2 separate regions of the Mus musculus genome follow, and region 1 is linked to region 2. The links are chromatin contacts, called in public Hi-C maps. All regions are on one chromosome and are shown on one strand. Each heading gives the region's core, a stretch centred on a gene start, on an enhancer-like site or on the middle of the called end of the contact. The rest is flanking DNA. Distances are from core to core; before and after follow the strand shown.

What was found. Hi-C and Micro-C count contacts between places; a contact is called where the count stands out from the background.
Region 1: a Hi-C map of Th1 cells shows a contact between it and region 2, with 2.4 times the contacts expected there. The contact joins two enhancer-like sites. A contact is called at or near these places in 2 of 484 Hi-C or Micro-C datasets (Th1 cells and nephron progenitors).

What each region holds. Positions count from the first base shown.
Region 1 is chr4:48,006,753-48,014,406 of GRCm38.p6, forward strand. No RefSeq gene overlaps it. Among named protein-coding and RNA genes, the nearest start is that of Nr4a3, 35 kb to the right of the region's middle. Within about 2 kb of position 5,704, at least 23 of the 459 cell types and tissues checked have an H3K27ac peak or open chromatin away from gene starts, as enhancers often do. A contact at or near this core is called in Th1 cells, where this site is marked.
Region 2 is chr4:47,628,663-47,635,649 of GRCm38.p6, forward strand. Gm32544 (a long non-coding RNA gene) reads right to left here. Exons shown (of 3, transcript XR_390553.2): 2 at 3,772-3,886. Among named protein-coding and RNA genes, the nearest start is that of Gm32544, 6.7 kb to the right of the region's middle. Within about 2 kb of position 1,944, at least 11 of the 459 cell types and tissues checked have an H3K27ac peak or open chromatin away from gene starts, as enhancers often do. A contact at or near this core is called in Th1 cells, where this site is marked.

The sequences.
Region 1 (7,654 bases), core at 4,454-6,953, 380 kb after region 2:
CATCACAGTGTTGCTCACTATAAACATCCTGGAAGACTTCTTAGTTTAGTCGGATGTTTTCATTTGCAGATCAGAAGATGTAAAGTTGAGGGGATTAAAGGAAGGGTAGCTTAATCATGGAGCTAGCTAGTGAATGTTCCAGAATCAGAACCTGAGTCTTCCAGGTATGACCAACCAACAGTTTCTAATATCCACATTATCACTCTTGAGGTTGTGGCTTCTAAAACCTCCATAACTTGTTAAAATTTCAGCAGTATGTATCTGAAAATAGGTCAGATGCACAGGGCTGTGCAGAACGCATCTGAGTGAGGCCAAAGTTGATAGGCCAATAAAAAGGCTAATGGAGGACTCAGGCTGTAACTCAGTGGTAGGGGCCTCTTCTGGTAAGCATGAGGCCCTGGCTCAATCTCCAGCCCTGAAAAAAAAACAAACAAACAAACAGACAAACAAAGGCTGGTGGCTTCAACTACAATGACAATAGTCATAAGAATCAAAGGCATCCACAGTGTTTGTTGAGAGGAGAAGCAGAATCGGTTGGCCTCTGTCATCTCACTCGTCAACTATCACCCAAAGTTGCCCTCAGCTTTCAGGGGTGTTCAAAGCTTTTGACGTTGTAATGGTGGTGTTGTCTACAGATGCACTAGATTCTACCTGGACTCCTAACTATCCCAGCCAGGATGCACGCTATCCTACAGGGCACACGTTGGACACATTAGATTGCTGTGAGTATCCTGTTCAGGGTTAGAGCTGAAAATATTACCTTCTTTTCACTCTCATTGTTCGGATACCCCCAACCAACTTAGCTGTTCCAGTTGTGCTTACAAGCACACCTAATGTTCTCATGTGTTTATAGACTGAGCTTTCCCAGTGTGCTTCAAAAGCTTCCCGACTAGGCATAGCGACAAACATCTGCAGTCCAAAAACTAGGAAGGCCGAGGCAAAGGAATCAGAAACTTGAGTAAAACCTGGGCTACAGAGTGAGATATCCTCAAAAACAGTAACACTAATACTGAGTGGTGTAACCCAGATTGTGTCTCATAGAAATGCCAGGGAAGCTGTAACTATGTAGTCTCACCAACATTGCTGCTTAAACATGACCTGAACAGGGATGGCATCAACATTAACATGCTAAAATGGGAGGAGGGCATCTTATGGGGCCCCAACTCTAGAAGCAAAACTATAAGCAACGAAGGAATTCGGAGAACAGAAGAAATGTCTCTTCCAGGGAAGAGCCCCAAAGTGCTCATCTGATACCAAGTAGTCAGCCCTGAAATCATACAAATGCATGTAACATTACATGGGCTAAGGAGACTTTTTTAATTCATTTTTTTGTGAATTTCATAGCATACACCCAAATCCCACTCATCTCCCCATCCCTCTGCCCTTGCAACCTCCCCTCAAAAGAAAAAACTAAAAATAAATAAAATTAAAATTAAAAAATACCCCTATGGAAGCTTTGGTGTGCCACACAATATAATCTTTTGCTTTACTCACAAATGTTCGTTGCAGTGAGTCATTGGTCTGGTTTGACACCTCTGGCTTCTGTTAGACTATCAGTACTGGATCCAAGTCTTCTCTCAGGATCTGTTGTTGCCCTGTGTCATGGAGATCCTGTAACTTTGGATCTGTAGGACCACACTCCAGCTGTTCACAGATGGAGTGGATGTTGGTGTGATTCAATTCAAAGCCCTGGATCCTGGCCTGGTTGGAAGCTGACTTGTTCAACCCATCAGCTATCCTATGCTTGCACCACCAGGGTCAGCTCTCCCACTTTGCCCAGGCAAGGGGCAGGTACAGCTTTCCTTCTCTCATGCCCTTGGGGTCATCTCTCCCATGCCCATACAACCAGGGACATCTCTACTGTGCTGCCCAGGGTAGGGGTGGATGCCTTCTTTCCCAAATGTGATGGCCAATGAGCTCAGCACAGTGCTTGGACATCAACATGGCCCCAGGCAGCAGACTAGACCATGGACATCTACATATGCATGGCCTTTGGTGGTAACATAGGCCTTGGCCATCAACATAGATCTTGGCTACAGAAGGACCATGGACGCAGACATGGTCCCCAATGACACCAAGGGCCTGGATTCACCATGGCCTCGGGTAGCAGTGCAGGTCACTCAGATCAATATGCACCCCAGTAGCAGCACAGCCCTCAAACACTCAATTGTCTGCTGGCAGCCTATACCACTGACACCCACATGGCCTTTGGTGATAACTTGAGCCACAGATATCAAAAAAAGACCCCAGCTACCACAAGACCATGGATCCAAACGTGGCCCTCGGTAGTGGCTTGGGCCAGGGCATTTATTTATTTTTACTGTGACTTGTTCAGTACCTCACCTTACAAAATGCCTCTTTCCTTTACTATTGTTTTGGAAAGAGATGTTTTATTAAAATTGTTTAGTTTGAATATATCATAGTTTTATTAAGTATGGCTTTATTTTGGAAAACTCTTAGGTTTTAATTCAACTGTTTGCCAATGTCCTCCAAAGTAAGGTGATAATACAGAGACAGTTGTTGAGGTCAACTGCCTTATGGACATTTCTGAGGCACTCACATTTGAAGATTCTTTATTAATAGATATCCTTGACTTAACTCTAACTGAAAACTCCAACATTTTCCTCTTAGTACATTTTCACTATATCATCCTAACAAGCTTAATAGCAAACAAGTAAAAATATTTAAGCTATTTATTTAAGCTATTCTGTTAATGGTTTGAATCTGAAGGGTTCCTCATGACCCACGTCCTCAAGGTTATTTTCCCCAGCTCTGTAGCATACTTGTAGAAGTAGGTTTGTATGGGAGTGCCTTTGAAGGTTATATCCTAGCCCATGACCCCAGCCTCCCAACTCCATGATGTGAACAGCCTCTGCCACATGCAATGGCCACCATAACTGAGGTGCTATCCCATGCCACCCCACAATGGACCCTCTAAAAACATGAGCCAAAATAAATCTTTCCTCCCTTAAGTTCTGTCAAGTACTATGGTCATAGGTGCAGGTTAGAGACCGAGCCATGCTCCTTGGACAGCTTCCTGCCTAGAAAATAGGCATGTAACCTTCTCCAGGATTTGGCTGTGCACTTGTGGTTGCTACTGATTACCCCTGTGTCAACTTTGCCCTTGCCGACCATAAGATCTAGCTGCAAGACCAAGTCCACAGGAAGGGGCACAGGAAGAACTTCCTACTTTGTGTGCCCAGAAGAACCAACAGCCCTGGTGTTGAGGTAAACACCCAAGGAAACCTGGAACATGTGAGGACAGAATTCATGGCCGGCTCATGGATCTGCCCTCTGTCTAAGATCCTCCAGCTCTGTGAGAGACCAGCCAGCAGGCATAGCCACCCTGCCTCATATCTAATATCAATATTCCTTTCCTAAGACTGGCTTTCCCTACTCCTCACTCCCCACCCCACCCCCAATCCTCCTAGGCTTGTAACCCAAATTCCCACTGCAACCCAGAATAGTAGGTGTGGCCAAATTGCTGCTGTGGTTCCCTTCATGTTTCTCTTGATCCTGGATCACATGAGAGGTCATTTTGCCACAATCTCTTGGGTTTTGGTCTTCCCACGGAGAAAAGACTGCCTTGTCTGTTTACTGTGTGCTGGAAAAAAAGAATGAGTAGCTGTCAAACGCTGCAATTTGAAATGCAAATTTATGCAAGATAAATTTGGCAAAATCCTGAAAAGTTGAATCTTATGTCTAGGTATATGCCCCAGAGAAATGAATGGGTCCACCAAAAATGTATTGTTCATAGTCTCTTAATTCATGTGTGCGTGTGTGCGTGCGTGTGTGTGTGTGTGTGTGTGTGTGTGTGTGTGTGTGTGTGTGTGTATGTGGCCAGCCAATAAGTCCAAGGAGTCTCCTGTCTTCATGTTCCCAGAACTAAAATCACATACTCATTGCCAAACCCAGCTTCTCACATAGGTTTTAGAGATCCAAATTGACATCTACACAACAACCACTTTTCTTTTTTTTAATTAGGTGTTTTCTTCATTTACATTTCAAATGCTATCCCAAAAGTCCCCCCATACCCTCCCCCCTTACCCCTCCCACTCCCACTTCTTGGCCCTGGCATTCCCCTGTACTGAGGCATATAAAGTTTGCAAGACCAATGGGCCTCTCTTTCCAATGATGGCCAACTAGGCCATCTTCTGATACATATGCAGCTAGAAACATGAGCTCTGGGGGGTGGGGGTGGGGTACTGGTTAGTTCATATTGTTGTTCCACCTATAGGGTTGCAGACCCCTTTAGCTCCTTGGGTACTTTCTCTAGCTCCTCCATTGGGGGCCCTGTGATCCATCCAATAGCTGACTGTGGGCATCCACTTCTGTGTTTGTTAGGCACCGGCATAGCCTCACAAAAGACAGCTATAGCTGGGTTCTTTCAGCAAAATCTTGCTAGTGTATGCAATGGAATCAGCATTTGGAAGCTGATTATGGGATGGATCCCCAGATATGGCAGTCTCTAGATGGTCCATCCTTTCGTCTCAGCTCCAAACTTTGTCTTTGTAACTCCTTCCATGGGTGTTTTGTTCCCAATTCTAAGAAGGGGCCAAGTGTCCACATTTTGGTCTTCGTTCTTCTTGAGTTTCATGTGTTTTGCAGATTGTATCTTGTATCTTGGGTATTGTAAGTTTCTGGGCTAATATCCACTTATCAGTGAGTACATATCATGTGAGTTCTTTTATGATTGGGTTACCTCGCTCAGGATGATGCCCTCCAGGTCTTTTCTAACTAAATCACCTCCCCAGTCCCCATGGGTACTTTATCCATAATAATAAAAATTGTAAATAGACCAAATGTCCAAAAAAAAAAGAAAATGAAAATGAAGTGTAAATGTAAGATAGAATGTTTTCCAGTATTTTTATAGTGACTAGAAGTCACAAGAAAATATTTTTGATAAATCTCAAAAATATTATTTTAAGAAAAAAATACCTCAGAGGTCCATGAAGAGGCCGTTTTTTTCTTCTAATTTATTCTTTCACAATTTCATTATAGATCTATTAGAAAGGGGGAGGGGAACTTTGATAGTATTCACCCTTGTTCTCCTCTTAGCCCTTTCCTCCTCTCACTACACCCTTCTTCCCACAACTCCCCCACCTATCTTCATGTCTTGTAAGCTTGCTTGTGGCCAGTTCCATTTAGTAAAGGTTGTCTGCACGAGGACAGGTCAGGAGTGGTTAGGGACTGGGGAGTGTGACCCCTCTCACCAGCGATCATTAACCAACAGAAGCTTTAGAGCACGTAAAGTTAATCTAGTAACTAGTAACTACTAATCTAGTAACTGGTGAACAAGCAGGCTCTCAGGGGACCAGAAAGCGGGGGAACTCACTGGAGTAACAGAAATGCCCTGTACTCTGAACTGGGTGGCCTTTTTGTGAAGAGTTATTAATGGCATGCTTTCAATTTGCGTGTTCGACTCTATGTAGATCAATAGGCAATCACTAGGTGGGGTGCTAAATGAGTGTAACATGGAGGGTTGTTCATTTCCTGTGAATCAGACACAGCTACTAGGCACATTATTTGGTTGTCGCTTTCACATAATGCTTTTTGAATCCATTCCTGCCTGTTGAACATTTTCACTACTAATTCAGTGATGAAGTTCAGGGGGTTTTCCCTGTCCTGCATATATCTAGATTTGTTCTATAAACCATGGGGAGGATTTTTCCCCTTGTGCCTTACCTCAGACACACTTTCTCTATCTGTGTGGGTGGTAGGGGTTTGTGGTTTATCATGTCACGTGCACATGTGTGTGTAGTTAGGCACGGAGGACAGAGGTTAAAGTTGAGCATCTTCCTCCATCACTCTCTGTTTTGACTGCACTGGCTGGCCACTAAGCCCTGGAGTCAGTCTGTCTCAGTCCTCCCTCTACCCACCATAGCCCCAACAAGCACTGGAATGACAGGCACCCACCGCCATGCCTAGCTTTTATGTGCATGCTGAGGTTCCAGACTCAGGTCCTTCCTCGTGCTTTATACAGCAAGCACTTTACCCACTGGACCAACTCTCCATTCCCTGATGTCCCTCTCCAAAGGGCTTTCCGAACATTTGAGTGAAGCACATGTATATGTTTATTATGCACAACAATAGGTATTAGTCTGATATTTTCCATCCTTGCATACACTGTAATTTGACCTTGCTCACTACTCTCGCTGACATTATCGCTTTTGTCCACTCTGATTGGGTCTCTTCCTCTTTTCTTTAAAAAAACCTAGCTTCTGTGTCTGAGAGAAAATAAACCATATCTGTCCAAATCTAGCCTGTTTCTTTTAACACGATAACCTCTACTTCTAGCAACTTTTCTTGCTGATAAGGTCATTTTGATGTTCATTTTGGCTGAGTATAACCCCCCCCCCGTTCATATACGCCCGTTACTCCTAATCCACCCCTCTATAGACAGATGCCTAAGCTGGCCGTGGTTAGCACATCTGCACTGTGAGTATTCCAGGTCTGTCATATGCTCACACTTCCATCAAGCTGCTTTCAGAAGAAGTAGGTTTTTCATCATATCTCGGCATTTTAGCTAAGATCTAATGTAAAAAGAAGGCATTTTAGTAGTAGGAAGCTGGTCTGAAACAAAATATCCAGGGTTGAGAGGGGCAGGAGAATAAAGAGCGGGTAAATATGACCAGAGTACAATGATACACACATAATGGTATGCATGCTTGAACGACGAAGTCCTTTATTTTGTATACTATATTGCTATAGTTAAAGCATACTTCAGAAGCCAGACCTGCCTGGCATGTTTCTTCCCATGCCTAGTTTATTTCATAACAATGTCCTCCAAGTTCATTCATGTTGCAAATGACAAAATTTCTTTAAAAAAAAGAATAGTATCCTCCTGTCGGTTTTATGATGGGTATCTAGGTTGCCTCTGTGTCTTAGGTGTTCTGGATCAGGTTGCAGTGTTTTTTTGCCTCCTCCCTCAGGCAGCCCCTGAGCCACCCAGTTGGCTGAAATCACTTTCAAAATTTTGAAATGATGCCCAGTTGGTCTGAAATCACTTTCTCCGCTTCACCTTTAATAACTGCAAGCCAGTTCCCAAGTGATCCAGCTAATGTAACTCTAACAATGATGAAATGTCAGCATCTCGTAGTCACAATCTCTTCTTTCATCCACAAAAGAAATCTCACCACTCTCTGATGATAACCAACTCCATGCATCACCAAACCCACCCTAAATGGCCCTCAAGAGGGATTATTTTGTCCAATCCTGTAAAATAAGAACAGTTTCATGTAGACGAGGCATTAGGCCAAAAGACTCATGAAGTCCCATACTAAAAAAGAAAGATAATTATTAGCCTAAAATTTAGAAAAAGGAAAACTAAGGAGATAGAAGATAAAGCAGGGTCCAAGAATGTTTGAAGGCAACGCTGGATAAAGAGGTAGTTACATTTGTTCTGAAATGTGTCTCCTTTGTTTCATCTGGCACCTTTACTAGTTGATTAGGTCCATCTTGTGTCCTTCTGGCTCTGACATTTCTATTATTAAAGCTTTAACCATTTTGTTTTGATCCATAGATAATAATTGTAAATACTTGTAGGGTGCAATCCAGTGCTTTGATATATGCTTATAGAGTGTCGTGATCAAATCAAGCTAACAAATCTACTGCTACCACACTGGTTTTTTTTTTTCTTTTTTGCAATTTAAGA
Region 2 (6,987 bases), core at 694-3,193:
GATTCCCTGATGGGGTAGGCTTGGGGAGACAGAGATGCTGAGATTTCAGGCTTGAGCAACTTGAAGTTGCCATTTATGAGGTGGGGAAAGGATGATGTATGATGGCAAGGACGCGGAATAGACATCAGGGCTTCTTTCTGAAGGTACCAAGTTCAAGCTTGTCTCTCCCTTCACCCCACCCCAATCCTTTCTCTCCTTCTCTTCTATTCCCACATTAGAGTGTCTCATTAAGTTGCTCAGGTTAGCCTAGAACAGTGTTTCTCCTGAATACTGGGATTGCAGATGAAAACCATCATCCCTCGCTCTCAGAAATGCAGATGTGGAATAGGCCTCTTCGTCTGGTACAGCCTTCCTGCACTTGCCTTGTGGCCTGCTCAGGCTCCTGTGGCCCTTCCAGCTTTCTAGTTCCCTTTCTCAATCATTATCTCCTCTCCTGCCTGCAGGCATCCAGCCTCTTGAGTAGACTCACGGTTTTCTGCCTCCGTCCTTCCAATCGAAATTTAAATATTAGGACATTGGGGGGAGCATCCTGTCTGGGCCACTGTAAGAAGCCCCTTATGTCTCTCTCTGCCTCAGCCTTCACAAACTTCATCTCATGTGCCTGGCCCTTGGGTGATTTTTTAAAAAAAGATAATTTGCATCTTGTCTTTGTCTCTTGGACCCTCCCAAGGCCCCAACAAAACTGAAAATCCAGGAATATGCCAGGATAAGAGTGTACCCTTCATCATACTCTTAGTTACAGTTTTTTTCCCTCGAGAGTTTTAGTGAGCCCTGGACTTTTGCATGCTAGTGAGATATTCTTCCAGGGAGCTATAAACCCAGCCCATTGCATTTAATTTAATTTTTTTTTTAGATAGGGTCTCGCTAGAGTTGACCACACAGGCTTTGAATTTCCTCCATGTCACTGGGCCCAGTGCCACAGATTTTTTTCTTTAGCAAGAAGAAAAAAAAACATTTTTTTTCAGCTGTACTGTGTGAAGACCTATGTAGGAACCTGATATGCACATTTATTTATCTATTGTGCAGAGGAGAAGGGCATGGCTCTTTTTGAATCAAAGTTGAGGGACCTTTGTTCTGAGAGCTGTTCCCCTTGTTAAACTGAGCACCTCACACTCCAGTTGTCAGAGTGTTAGCGTCCAGAACGTGTATTCCCAGGGTGATTAACTGTCAGAAGGAAAAGAAAACAAACAGAAACCCCAAAATAGCAATATCAAGGAGATAGTTGGCCCTTCTTTTTTGCTAAATAAAAAGATAAAGAAGGCCATCCAGGAATGGTATTAGCCACACTCCACGGCACAAACAAATAGCTCTGCAAATCTCCAAACTCCATACAATCAAGGTTTGATTTCCACTCCTGCTACACGCTCATCGACATTGGCAGTGGGGGCCAGCTGAAGCCAGCTCCGTCTTGGCATTCATTTCTAGGACCTCTGAATCGGGAAAGGAACTTTATGCCTAGCTGTCTCTCAGGACTTTTACCCGGAAGTGACCTGTTTGTTTTACTTCCGTTCCACTAGTGAACGTAAGTCATTGGGCAGAACTAACTTAAAAGGAGACGGGACAGGAAATCCTCCCACAGAAGATGACAGCAGACAGAGGTCTGCAACTCTCAGTGTTCCAATGAAGACAATGGCTTTATGAAAAGAGTCCCTTTCACTATCCAAATGATAAGGGGCAACTTCTGGTCAAAGGAATGATGTTTACCCAATTTTTTAACCCATATTTTCCTCCCCTTTACTGTGAGCTAGAGAAAAACTACCATAGAGGGATGCTGCTGGCCCTCAGCTCAGTGGGTTGGCCCAGGCTGCAAGGCACCAAATATCTCCTCATGCCAGATTTTTTTCTCAGCAATGTCTCCCTTTTTATACCCCTCCTTCTAGAGCATGTCTCCACTGGTGCCTCTCCAAGCCTCTGACCACCTTCTGTCTTGGGTTGAGGGAGGGTGTGTCACTGAATAGGAAAGGAGAAGCTGCAGGCTGCCCATGGCTGCCTGCTCAGAGATTCAGGGTGGAGAGCAACACACGGGCTTACTGCTTCCTTCTGTGGAAATAGATGAGATACTTGGAAGGGACAGACAGCCCAGCCACCATGGACCCCTCCCCAGTGCCTCAGTTTCTCTGCAGACATGTGTCCAGTGGGAGGCACAGAAGCACAAGGCAGTAGAGGTCTCAGAATCTGGGACCTCAGCCACTGCCAGTGGGTTTAGACTATGTAGAGAGCTCAGAGATCCAGGGCTCTTCAGAGGGGCTGCTTGAGAGTCAGCTTCTCCTTCCTGCTGTGCTGTTCTCAGGACACAACCTGAGCCACCTCTGTTTCCTGTAGGGAATATGTTTGATGTTGCAAATGCAGAGGGGTCCAAACTGTCTCCATGCTCCATGGTGCCTGAATAATGAGGCTGCATCCATCTAGAGATGTGACTCAATTCATGGCATAGAGTTTTATTGGCTACACCCAGTTTGGCTAATGCATATTACCAAAACATACAGTAATAGTAGTAATAATAACAACTATGACCACTGTAGCCTAAGTTTTCTGGAACTCTTTGTTTTGAAACATGTTTTCTCATATGCTTTCTTATTTGTTCCCACTGAGCTATGCAGGGGTAGATTGTCACCAAGCCCAGAGGCTGGTAAACAGGTGGGAAAGTAGCTGAAGCAATGGAGGAAATTCACTCTCAGTGTAATCAGGATAGGAAGGTAAAACCAGCTTCATAGCTGGCTGATTCAGCACCCAAAGGTGATTAGAGTTTAGAGTCGGTGTCCTTCCCACCTCTGTGCCATCCCTGGGCTGGCCACTGTCAGGACAGCTGCAGGAATGCCAGAGTCCTCGACAGCTGTAATTACAGCAGGAAGAACGGAAGTTTTCTCCCACTGTGCCTATCTGGGTGGCTGACCCTTAGTCAGAGAGCACGGTCTTGTTCCACGACGCCAGGTATGCTTCGCATCTCCTGAATCATTTCTAAACCACTGCCTGGGTGGGAACCGAGGGCATCTCAGATCATCCTGGTCCTGGCCCAGGGAGCGCTCCCCTTCACTTTGGCATCTGATTGGATGGGTTGTGTCCATGCTATCCCAGAACTGAGACTGGAATCTGCTCTGCCCACTGAACTATAGATGGACTGCTCAATTCTAGCTCTTCCTCACCAGGAGTTTCCTTATTATACAGTAAAGATGGCAGGCTGTTAGGTGCAGCCCTTAAAATGAGCCCTCAAATGAATACATATTTAAATAACCATATACATGTACATAATTTTTATTTGTCAATTTAAAAAAAGAAATTAATACAGTGCCAGGTTAAATGTGATTTTTTTTATATATAATAATGCTAGTTGCACATTGGAACAGTAGACTACTGGCACATTTTAAAAAATATTATTCTGTGCTAATTAGTCTATTTAAGTTTCCCACTTCTTGGTAAAATATATGTATTTTAGAAAATTATCCATTCCACCCAGGTTTTGAAGTTCACTAGTAATTTATAATATTCTTTTTTAGCTTAAAGTTTATAAACTTTTCACTTATAAAGAGAACTTGTTCTTTTTAAATGGATAAACGTTTTCAACCTTCAAAATGAAAGTGCTATCCTAGTTGTCTTAAGACCAAGGATGGGCACAGAGCTATCCTGGAGCATGGAGGCCAGCACATACATCTTGCCTGTGATAAATAGTTTAAGTTCTAAGGGGGAAAGAGGCACTCAGATGTCACAGGTTCTACTCCAGCCCAGATGAGAACCTGGAAGAGGAGGTGGACAGGAAGTTGCGCAAAAACCTACCTTCAGCATCCCTGAAGAAGAGATGGGCCACACAGGAACATCCCCTAGGCAACTGGGTCCTTTCCAGCTGTACTTTATACCAGTAGAGTCTCATCCTTGCTTCCCATCGTATCCCCTAGCAGCAAAGATACACCCCTGTTTTACCAGTGAGAGACAATAAAAGCAAACATTTTTCTTAGGGATCATAGATCCTTGCTATAGTTTGAAAGGAAATTGCCCCACTTCCCCATTACACAAGTGCATGTGTTTAAACAATTGGTTATAGTTTGTAGCACTACTTTCGGAGGTTATGGAACCTTTATTAGATAATCCTAGCTGAGGAAATGTATTATCAGGGTGCAGGATATACAGATTTAAACCCAGCCAGATACAAGTGCTCTCTGCTTCTTGGTTTGTCAAGATGTGAGGACTATGCTCATGCCACACACTTCTGCTCCCATGAGCTGTGTCAGGCCTTCCTTATTATAGCATAGTGTGCTCTCTTAAACATTATTTTCCCCCAAACTCTTTTCTCCTTTAACTTGCTTCTTGACAAATATTGACTAATCACAGTGATAAGAAAAGTAACATAAGAAATCTGTCTGAAAGTTGAGTTATTGACATAATAAACCTGGCTGTGGCTCTTAGGTCTTTAGAAGTGGTTTTGGGGAGGAATGTGGAAGAGTTTGGAGCTGAAGGCATGAGAACACAGTAACACTGTAAGCGAAGCTTAATGGGTTGTTTTTATGGGAAGAAAGACCAGAGCTAAAAGGCAGACTGTGAAGGCCAGGCTCATGAGGTCTCAGGAGCAACAGCTCTGTATCAGTAACTGGACTGAGTCATTTATGTCATGCTCTGCCAAAGAGTAGGGTTGTATTCTGTCCATGTTTTGAAATTCTGAGTCAGTCTAAATGTAATAGTAACTAACAGACTGGGTTGGTTGGTGGAGGGATATTATGACAGCACAGATTTCAGGCTAGGGCAAGACTGCTTACGGCCTTAGCCACGTTTATAAGAGCAGGAAATGCAGCTGAAGGATGGAGGTTTGCAGGTGGCAAGGCAAAGCCATGGGTTAAAAAGTTGAGGGCAACATGTCTATGGACAAAGTAGTAGTAGCCGTTAAAGAGTTTAGTGCTTTTGAAGACCAAGCACATCCCCTGCATCGGGACAGTAGAAATGATTCCTCAGACTTAAGATCCTCTCTATGAAAAGTTCTAGGATGCAACAATATAAACTCACTTGAAAACCTTATTTAAAAAGAGAAGACCCATGAAGAGTACCGGAGTAGAGTTTTACTAGTAGTTGCTCTTACAAAGCCACCTAGGGAAATTTTCCCTGTGTTTCACCTCCACACACCAAAGGCCACAGCAGCTATGGTGAAAGGCGGGCAGACCCACCTGGAGCTTGCAGTAGAGCCAGGAAGCAGTGCCCATGTGGTGTTGACTTTCCAGGCATGTAGTACACAAGAGTTCTGGAATCAAGCAGGTTTGCACCAAGGCCTCATGGAAAAATCCGATGAAGCCAGGCAATGTTGGGCGGTCATGTTCCTTACCCCCAGAAGCCCTCAGATGCCATTGCATGAAGCCTAAGATGGAAAGGAGACCTTGGGATGTTGGAGATTCTGAGAATGAGAACAGTGTGAGAAAACTGCAGGTTTTCTTATGGAGCTGCCCCTAAAGAGGCCATGTGTGCTACACACAACAGAGCTGCAGGCAAAGCCCAGATGATGGCACGTGAGTGCCAGATGCCAGACACGAAGCTTCAGGATCTGGAGTTTGTTTGCTTTACTGAGTTTTGAACTTGCTTTGAGCTGGTCTTTTTGTTGTTGTTATACCTTTCACTCCCCCCTTTTTGAAATGGGTATGTTTACTCTGTGCCATTGGATATTGGATATAAATAATATGGTTTCGCATTTTATAGGGATTTACAGTTAAGAATTTGCCTTTAGTTTCAGAAAATGTTGGAATTATGAATGATGTTGAGATCGTCAAGACTATGGGGATTTTGAGGTTATATTGATTGGGTTTTGCACAATGAAATGACTATTCGCCCCTGGAGGCCAGGGGCAGAGCATTATTGCTTGAGTATAAAATGCTACACACAGGTACATGTGTTCAAATACTTAGTATCCTGGTGATGGTTGTGGAAGTTTGAATATGCTTGGCCCAAGGAGTAGCACTATTAGGAGGTGTAGCCTTGTTGGAGTAGGTGTGGCCTTGTTGGAGGAAGTGTGTCACTGTTGGGGTGGGCTTTGAGACCCTCCTCCTAGCTGCCTGGAAGTCAGTCTTCTGTTCTGGCTGCAGTCAGATCAAGATGGAGAACTCTCAGTTCCTTTTCTAGCACCATGTCTGCCAGCACACTGTCATGCTTCCTGCCTTGATGATAATGGACTGAACCTCTGAAAGTGTAAGCATATCCCAACTAAATGTTTACATTTATGCAAATTGCCTTGGTCACGGTGTCTCTTCACAGCAATGGAAACCCTAGCTAAGATAGTAGTGTTGCCCAAGCAGGCCATGGAACCTCCGGGAGGTAGAGTCTCCCTGAAGCAAGTGGGTTGCTAGGGGTGGGCTAGGACTTCTGAGCTATAGCCTAGCCCTTGTTGCTACCTGAGCTCTATGCTTCCTGGTCAATTGAGACCTGAAGCATTTCAGTCACACGATCCTACAGCCATGAACTTCCCCACCTCAATAGACTGCCCCTTTCAAGCTAATGAACCCCTCTTTTTAAAAGTTGCTTCTTGTCAGACATTTGCTCACAGCAACCAGAAAAGGTAACTAATGCAACCCCCACACACCCTGATTTTCAGAATTACGTGTCACTTTGTACAGCAAGAGGGCCTTTGTGGCTATGATTCAGTTAAGGACCTCCAGGTAGGGAATTTATCTCGGATGATCTAGGCAGACTCAGTGTGATTCAAAGGGACTTTCAAAGAGGGAGGTGTTGGGGTCAGAGTTGGAGAGAGCTATGACAGTGACAGTGACAGTAATATCATTCAGAAAGGAGTCACTAGCTGAAGAATGCAGGCAGCTAATAGGCTAGGAGACTGACAAAACATTCTTCCCTGGAGCCTCCATGAGAGACGGGGTGTCCCATAAGACCCATTTTGGATTTCTGACCTAATACTTACTATCTCATTAACATAAGAAAATAAGCGTGTATTGTTTAAAGCTAATTTGGTGGCAATGTGTTAAAATGTAGCTGAAAACCAACACTGCTCAGCAAGAAGCTGAGGGA